3 separate regions of the Mus musculus genome follow, and all the other regions are linked to region 1. Evidence: chromatin contacts called from public Micro-C data. All regions are on one chromosome and are shown on one strand. Each heading gives the region's core, a stretch centred on a gene start, on an enhancer-like site or on the middle of the called end of the contact. The rest is flanking DNA. Distances are from core to core; before and after follow the strand shown. Region 1 holds the start of Usb1 (U6 snRNA biogenesis 1). Region 2 holds the start of Pllp (plasma membrane proteolipid). Region 3 holds the start of Herpud1 (homocysteine-inducible, endoplasmic reticulum stress-inducible, ubiquitin-like domain member 1).

Region 1 (2,700 bases), core at 156-2,655:
GTAGCTGACAGAACACCCAGTGCAGGAAGGTCTACTTCAGCAGTTAGGCAGTCCATTGTCTCCTCAGGTCTGCGGTGGGAGCTGAGTCCAGCACACAGCAGCCCTGGTGTCTTCCTCCTAGCCAGAGCTAGAGGCACTTTAGTCAGTGACTCACACGGTATGTAGATGTGGGTGGCCCAGTTGCCCCGCTCATGGGGAAAGGTTCGGATTCGACCGCCATGCTTTGCACTGTCGTCCTCAGGCCCTTCCTCTGTGCTGGGGAACATACTTAGCACACTGTCAGGCACTGGAAGCTTCTCACTGGGAACGGGGTTCTGGCCACTGCAAAAGAAGAACACACATTTATCCTCATTGATACCCCTTTGAACAACGGTAGTTCTAAGCTGTTATGCACAGTGATTCTTACCCACACCAGTCTTGCCATGTTGGCCTCGAACTTGATCCTCCTCCCTCAGCCACAATGGCTGAGTGTTCATTTCCAGGAAGGGGTTGAGCTTCTACTAAAGAACCATAGCTTTCTAGAACTGCTTAAGTTTCCTAGCTGGGAAGGCAGACCTCAGCTGGCTCTTGGTCCCCATGGAAACATTTCAGCAGGTAGCAGTGTGGCTTGGAGGTCCCTATTAGATAGTTGGACAGGCCTGAACTCAAGTAGCTCTGTGATCTTGGCTTACATTAATTTCCTCACGTGTAGAGCATATTTTTACTTGCTAGAGCTCTTGTGCAATGAACCGACACACTACAGTCAGCAAAGACCAGTATTTAAGAACCTCGAAGATTTAAGCCTCTTGGCGCATGAGATTTTCATGGGTTTTTCAACAGGCTGGTGTCTCCAGTCTACCGTGTGGCTCACGGTGGCTATTCATTAACCATTTACTAGACGAACGAAAAGCTTGGGTTATTATTGCATAGTGTTCAAACGAGGAAACATCTGGGAAGAAACATAGTTGCTTTCCAAAAGAGAAAAAAAAAAAAAAAAAACGCACCAACGGAGAGGGCTGGACTTGAACCCGTGTCCTCACTCCCAACTTTGCCTTAGCCAGGGTGTGTGTGTGGTAGTGCCATTCCAGGGCTTTGTCCAGGGTGTGTCCTGAATCCTTTCCCTCGACATCCCTTTTTCTCTTACCGGGGAACTGACCCACCCTCTTGGTTCCCCGGGAGGCTCGGGTCCCACTAGGGTTTCAAAAGAATCTACGCTCGAGAGAGAAAAATTCCTCGATCCTCACCAACGGTGGAAGCCAGTACCCGGTTTGCTCCGCCCCGCGGCGACAGCCTCCGCTTCATCCTCTGAACCGCTGCTGCTGTAGCCCACCAGGGGCGCCGAGCTCATGGGGCCTCGACCACAAGCCGTGTCCACCGACAACCTGATCCGACGCCCGGAGTTCCTCTGAGCCGGAAGTGCTCTGTGGGGGGCGGGACCTAGAGTAGCTCCACCTCGGGGCGGGGCCTGGCGACCCGGGGGGCGAAGCCCAGTGGAGCTTAGGACGGACGGCGGCCACCGCCTGTGCGGTAAAGGCTGTAGGAGGCGGCCTTCCGGATCACTCCGTCGCCCCAGTGTGGGTTCCACAGGTCTGCGGGTCTGTTTGCCAGACTTGCAAAAAGTTGGAGTCTCAGGATCCCTCTTGAGAGCGAGCTGAGCCGCAGGTCAGCTGCAGAAGACCGGAGAGTCAGGTGGGGCTGCGGCGAGCCGGGGATGAGGATCCCGGCTCCTCCGCGACCGTAGGCTCCGGCGAGCGGATCCCGAGGCTCCAGCCCCGCCCCTCCGTACCCACAGGCTCGGGCCAGCGGGGCCGCGGGTCCCCGACAGGGGGCGGCCTCGCTCCGCGCCGCGGGCTTCTCGGCAGCCGCCGCCCCGGCTGCCGCTCCTCCCCCGGCCCCGCCTACCCGGCCTCGCGCCGACCCTCTGTCCGCCGGTCTCTGCAAGACCCGTCGGTCTGTCCGCTCGCCCGTCCGTCCGCTGCCCCGGTCCCGCTAACCCGAGTGCGCGGGTCGATTCGTCGGTTCCGGCTGCTGCAAACCTGTCTCCCGACTCCGCGCTGCCTGCCTCTGCTACGCGAGGCCCGGGGATTGGCAGGACGCGTAGGCCGCGCCGCGGCGGATGGAGCCGGAATAAAGAGGCGGCAGAGAAAGCAGCTGGTCTTCGCTTGTCCCGCGCCTGACCCCTGGAGCAGGTGAGTGGCAGGGCACCCGGGACTGCATCTGGGGGCCACTCCAGTAGCCCCTGCACCCAGGGAGAGCCTCCTGAGCTCCGAGGCGATCCAGGCTGGGCCTGGAAGTACAGTTGCTTCCCGGGCACCGTTTGAGGCTCTGGGGCCTTCCTCGGCCGGAACCACCCCCTTTTCGGGACGCAGTGGCTGGGCCATCCGGAGCAGGAGCTGACAGCAGGCAGCCCAGCTGGGCCTGATGGGAGGAGATCAGCTTTCATTCGGTGACTCTGAGAGGAAAAAGGGCTAGGGTGGGGCGCGGGTGGGGGCTTCTCTTTGCCTTTCCTCTCCACTTCTCTCTCCAGCTCTTGTGCAGTGAGCTAAGAGTGTTCCTGGCTTCTCCTTACTGGAGAAGGGTCAGGGTAGGCAGTGGGGTTGCTCTAGGAGGTGGGGAGTGGGGGCGGCTGATGGGGCTGGCAGCCATTCATACCAGGAAAAATAACACACAGTTGGATTAGTACAGCTAGATCAGACAGTGTTCCGTGCAGTCCACCGCTCC
Region 2 (2,700 bases), core at 41-2,540, 640 kb after region 1:
AGAGAGAGAGAGAGAGAGAGAGAGAGAGAGAGAGAGAGAGAGAGAGAGAGAGAGATATCTTGTGCATAGTAAGAGGAGAGTTGATGATACGAGGAGAGGCAGAGCTAGGTAGGGTACCAGAATCCCCTGCCGGCAGGTCATCTGTAATCCCAGCCTGCAAAGACCTGAGGTACGAGGAATGTCAAAAGCATGAAGTCAGTCTGGATTACAGAGCAATCTCCTGTCTCAAGACAAAAAGTGGGCAAAAGTACCCCAGAGGTTGCCTGAGCTCAGGACACCATGACTGTGTCTCCGTGATGATGCCTTTGCATATCTAGCCTCCATCACTGAGAAGAAACTTTTGTTAGGACCTTGAGCTTGTGATAAGTTGTCACAAGGAGCCATAGGATAGTACAGTCACCTACACAGCTTCTGTGACCTGGTCCTTACCCACTGGGGGTCAGTGTCACCCTCATGTGCTCAGCTCCAGTCCCTTTGGGGACCTGCTTTCTATTTCCCCAACTGCCTAGGTTGGTCCTGCCACTGCGCCTTTGCTCCTCACTTAAATCCTCCCAAGGTTTCCTCCTACTCACAGATTCAGGCCTCTGCACAAATGTCACCACTTCTGACAGGTCTTCCTTGACTAATGTGCTCCTTCCTTTTCTGTCAACTTAATACAAGCTATAGCAATCCAAGAGGAGGGAACCTGGATTGAGAAAATGCCTCTATAAGATCGGGCTCTAGGCAAGCCCTGTAGAGAATTTTCTCAGTGATTGATGGAGGAGGGCCCAGTCCATTGTGAGCGGTGCCATCCCTGGGTCCTGGGTTCTATAAGAAAGCAGGCTGAGCAAGCCAGGGGAAGCAAGCCAGTAAGCAGCACCCCTCCATGGCCTCTGCATCGGCTCCTGCCTCCAGGTCTCTGCCCTGCTTGAGTTCCTGTCCTGATTTCCTTCAGTGATGAGCAATGATATGGAAGCATAAGACAAATAAACCCTTTCTTCCCCAATTTGCTTTTGGTCATGGTTTTCTACCACCGTAATAGAGACCCTAAAACAACCATCTAAAAATCTCCTGGTCACTCTGCCTCGCCCTGTTAGATTCAGTCACAGCAGCAGTTGCCACTACCTGGATTTATTTTTTCCTGCCTGGCTGTCTGTAGATCGGTCTACGGACTTCTTCAAAATCTCTATCCAAACAGGCGAACCCAGGGTTAAGGGGCGGGGCCTCAAGAAGGGGCGGGGCCTCGGGCGGAGCGGGGCTGGGCTTCGCGCACCTGTGAGTTCTGTCTAGGGTACCCAAGCAGCGCCAGCAGCCGGAGCCGCAGTCGCAGCCCCGGAGCAGCGCCGGGAGCGCGGCCAGAGCGTCGTAGGCTCGCGATCGCTATGGCGGAGTTCCCGTCGAAAGTGAGCACGAGGACCAGCAGCCCCGCGCAGGGCGTGGGAGCCTCTGTGTCTGCGCTGCGACCGGATCTGGGCTTCGTGCGCTCCGCTCTTGGGGTGCTCGCGCTTCTGCAGCTGGTGAGCCGGGTAGCTCGGGGACTGGATGGGGGACTCTCCGGGGACCCCCGGGACGCTCACTCCCAAGATCGCCGGGAAGCTTGCACCTGGGGACGCTCGTGTGACATCCCTGCGAGCACAGCATGACTCTTGTGGAGGGGACCATACACACCCTACCCGGGTGGTTACCGTGGCGATACCGTAGCTGAGATAGCTGCGCACAACTGTCCGCCAGTCTGTCCCTTCTCTTCTACCCTTCCCCCTTCCCTCTGGGACCGTGCCCTGGCTTTCTCCGCCGGGCAAAGTCCACTGCCCTCCTCTTCACCCGGCTTTAACCACTAAATGCGACCGCTCTGTAGCCCTCCTGGACAGGGCAGAACACCACATCAGTGGCTCTGACACGCGCGCTCCCACCAGGGCACCTACCCAGGGTCTGCTGGTCGAATCTCCTTCCTTGGGCTGTGGAGATTCGCAGAGGCAAGAAACCACGTGTCTGCCATCCCCCGTACTCTGTGCAGGTCCCAGCTGAAGATCCTAGAGTTGCCCGTTCCCATTGGGTGCATTCTGAGATGTCAGCTGTCTTTTCATAGTCCCCTCCTGCGAGGGTCTGGAGGCCTGTGGCTGCCCCTAGGGAACGGTCTCCATTAACTGAGAGGTCCGCTGGTAGAGGAATAGGGTAGCACCGCAGGTGGGCATGCATCTGTTTCTGTCATCATCCCTCCAGTGGGCACCTCGAGCCAGGCTGCCAGGCCGGGCTGGGGAGTCGGGAGGCTTTCCTGGGCCATCTCCACCTAGGGCATACATACTATCTTGGTTTCGAGATTTCTGATCTTCCTTGGTGAGCCTTCGCCCTTCCCCCTTCCCCCTTCCCCCTTCCCCCTCCGTCTCCTCCCTGGGTTTGTTTAAAATTCAGATTCTTGGGCCCCAACCCCGGAAAAAATGTGAAACTGCTCTTTGAATCTCCAAAAGCGCAGCAAGAAATTTGCATTTTAATGTCTTCTCCTGGAGTGGTTTTGGGTACTGTTTGGTTTTGATGAGATCAGGGAGGGTAGCATGAGGCTCTCTTCTGGGACCAATTTAACTCTGCCGCGCAGACACTGCCGACCCTGGAGTGTTGGGCTCTTGGTGATTGCCTTGTTTGTTTTATTTATTTTGTTTGATTCAATTTGTTTCTGTTTTTTTGAGACAAGAGTCGCATATAGCCCAGATTGGTCTTGAATTCCCT
Region 3 (2,800 bases), core at 160-2,659, 950 kb after region 1:
AAAACAACCACGGAGATCCTACACACTGCCCCGACCAGTTCCAGGGGCTTAGACGCTTACACCCAAAGTGATAAAGTTCCTCGCCAATTCTAAAAGGAAAAGCCTTGTTTACTTTCCCGACAACTCGGAACAAAAACAAACTGAAACCCACGCGCCACTGCCGGTTGGAGCTCTAAGGCCACTGTTCAAAGTCCCCATCTGCAGCCACCCGATTGCCCTCTCCTGTCGGATCCAGAACTGTACTCGTGGACACTTACATAACATCAGAGAACAAAGTAAATACAGGAAGGTCCAGCGCACAGCCTCCGTCACGTGGCAGGGACCGGAGGGGTGGGCGGGGCTAGGGAGCTGTTGACAGATGTGTCAACCAAAGGGGGAGGGGGAGGGGTGGGGAACCCCACGGAACAAGAAAGTCTCCTAACTGACCCACGGTTGTCGTCAAATCAGACTCAGGGCTACTCCAGCTGCTGGCTTCCTTTCTCAGTCATCCTTCGCTAGAAAGTTAAGGGGGCTCCTCCCCGAGACTAAGTGCGGCGCGACAGGGAGGGGCGGTCAACGGAAGGCTGCAGGAGAAGAGCCATGTCTAGCCTATGGGCGTGGGACCTTCAGAAGTTGGTGACTGGGCACGCACCCCACCCTCTAGCCAATGGCCCAATCTGGCACATATACTGTCTGTCCTCGGTACACCCAGAAGTCTCGTTTGGCAACATTTACTTTTCTTATTTCTACCCATCAGATGCAAGCCGAACTGGGAACACCCAGTCAGTCACCTAGTAGTTTGTGGAGGGTCACTGGGACTCGGATGGGGAAATGACTCATTAAGGTCAAATTACTGTTTCCCTGGGAGGATGAGGAGAGGGTACAGGGACGTGGGGCAGATGTGTGACAGCCTTGGGAGTTAGGTGTAATGGGAGGTGAAGAGATGAGGGGCTAGAAGAGGGCAAGCGCGGACTGGTGGAGGCCCAGAAGAGATGACAAGCGCTAGGGCGAGCAGAGGGGCACAGGAGACGGTTGGGCAGGAAGGAGACTCGCGCCCTGTGGTGTGTGACAGGTGAGTTCAGGCAACCCTGCAGGCGTGGCACCCCGGGGTCCCACTCACCGGGCGCTCGGGGTAGACTCGGCTCAGGTGGGCCTTGAGGCGACTCACACTCCAACTGCGGTCGCCACTCAGCTCCAAGTCGCGGTGGCGCTGATTGGGACTCTTCACCAGCAGCGTGACCGGCTCGGGCTGTGGCTCGGGCTCCATGTCTGCGTCGCTGGCGGCTCGACTGCGCTCAGGGATGCCGAACGGGCGGCGACGCAGCCGTCTGAGACCACACAACGACACTTGGCGTCTTTGGGACACGCGCCCCCGTCTCGGGTACCTTTTATGGGCGCCCCGTGCCAGGGCTCCGCAGATAGCGCTCTCTGTGGCTGCCATCCATTGGCTGAGACAGAGGTCAGTGTCCAACGTGGCCCAATCAGCGCCCGGAGAAAGGCGGCGGAGAGGCGGGCTAAGCGCGGGGGTGCGGGCTGATGCAACCCGCCGTGGTTGCGTCATCCTGAGTCCCGACAGCGGCGCGGGAGCGGGTCTTCGGCGGCCATGTCAGGGTGCCCTCTGGGGCGCTGGTCCTGTTCAGGCTCCTTAGCGCGGGATGCGTGCGGTGCCTGAGCCTGGCGGCCTGCCTGACTCCCAAGATCAGCAGGCTCTGCAAATTGTGCCCTCACAAAGCGGCCCTCCGCCCTTTCTGACCCCAGGCGCCTGGGCATACGTCTGTCCGCTTGCATTTTCCCTGGTGGCTGCGCAGCCTGGCATCCAGGGAAGCCTTACGAACTAACCAGGCCTTAGAAGCGAAGAGAAACCAGGCCTGTGTTGCTCTGAGCTGAGAGGATGAAGGATTCGGGCACTTTCCAATGTGCCTGCAGCAAATTTAACGATGCATCAAGTGTGGAACATACCCCTTATAGTAATGGCACTAAGTGCCTCTTGATTGACAAACCCTCTAGGAGACACTGGAAAGGGTCATCATTTATGAACTAACAACATCTGCTGCTTTTAAATTGGGGTTGCGACAAGCACAGCAGTGGTCTCAGATACCTGAAATCTGACCAGAGGCAGTGCTCCAGTGTTTCCTCTGAGTTTGAAAAACAAAACTGGCATTGCTCCGGCCCATCTTTGTCCCAATCCTGTTGGGATACCTGGGTTTTCAGCCATGTCCAGAGCTTACAGAGGTCAGAGAGGTGATAGGAGAGTCCTGTTCGGGAGATGGTTATGTGAGTTTGTCACACAACCATAAGAAAGTGTCGTAAACTGGAGGCTCGAGCAACAGAAGTTTATTTTGAAGCTGTAGAGGCTGGAAGTCTGCGACCAGGGGTTAGGGCAGCATTGCTTTCTTTGGGGGCAGAATCTGTACCACTCTCCTAAGTTCTGCAGGTTTGCTAACTGTCCTTGGGACTTCTTAGCTTTGGGGAGTATTTTTCCAATCTCGAGCTTTCCGATCACATGGCATTCTCCGGGTGTGCACCTGTGTGCGTGCACATACACGGGTGTGAGTGTATCTGCATCATCTTTATGCGTATCTCTGTCCAGTCTCTCCCCTGCCCCCTTTATAAGGGTATCATTCGCATTGTCGTGGCTAAAGACCTCATCTTAACGATTATCTTTCACAAAGATATTTCTAAATGCCATCACATTCTGGGGCTGAGACGTCAGCGTCTCTCTGGAGGACACCCTGCACCTCACCGCAGCGGCATTTGCCAGTGGTCCACCAGGGACACGCCGCAGAACCTCAGCTGCTTTCCTTCCCAGGTTTTATGTTGA

Evidence for each region. A called contact is a pair of places that touch in the nucleus more often than the background predicts.
Region 2: a contact with region 1 is called in a Micro-C map of embryonic stem cells, with 2.0 times the contacts expected there. The contact joins the promoter of Pllp here to the promoter of Usb1 in region 1. A contact is called at or near these places in 3 of 39 promoter capture datasets (embryonic stem cells, neural stem cells and pre-B cells), 4 of 484 Hi-C or Micro-C datasets (CD4 T cells, CD8 T cells, effector CD8 T cells and 1 more) and 7 of 115 datasets of contacts at active chromatin or transcription factors (the SCID.adh cell line, embryonic stem cells, epiblast stem cells and 3 more).
Region 3: a contact with region 1 is called in a Micro-C map of embryonic stem cells, with 4 times the contacts expected there. The contact joins the promoter of Herpud1 here to the promoter of Usb1 in region 1. A contact is called at or near these places in 3 of 39 promoter capture datasets (the SN4741 cell line, hippocampal neurons and pre-B cells), 1 of 484 Hi-C or Micro-C datasets (embryonic stem cells) and 2 of 115 datasets of contacts at active chromatin or transcription factors (memory CD8 T cells and pancreatic cancer cells).

What each region holds. Positions count from the first base shown.
Region 1 is chr8:95,330,989-95,333,688 of GRCm38.p6, reverse strand. It overlaps Usb1 (U6 snRNA biogenesis 1), which reads right to left and starts at 1,405. Exons shown (of 7, transcript NM_133954.2): 1 at 1,224-1,405; 2 at 155-321. The coding sequence starts at 1,327. It overlaps Zfp319 (zinc finger protein 319), which reads left to right and starts at 1,878. Exons shown (of 2, transcript NM_024467.4): 1 at 1,878-2,168.
Region 2 is chr8:94,694,832-94,697,531 of GRCm38.p6, reverse strand. Pllp (plasma membrane proteolipid) reads left to right here and starts at 1,290. Exons shown (of 4, transcript NM_026385.4): 1 at 1,290-1,496. The coding sequence starts at 1,362.
Region 3 is chr8:94,385,038-94,387,837 of GRCm38.p6, reverse strand. It overlaps Herpud1 (homocysteine-inducible, endoplasmic reticulum stress-inducible, ubiquitin-like domain member 1), which reads right to left and starts at 1,409. Exons shown (of 8, transcript NM_022331.2): 1 at 1,100-1,409. The coding sequence starts at 1,246.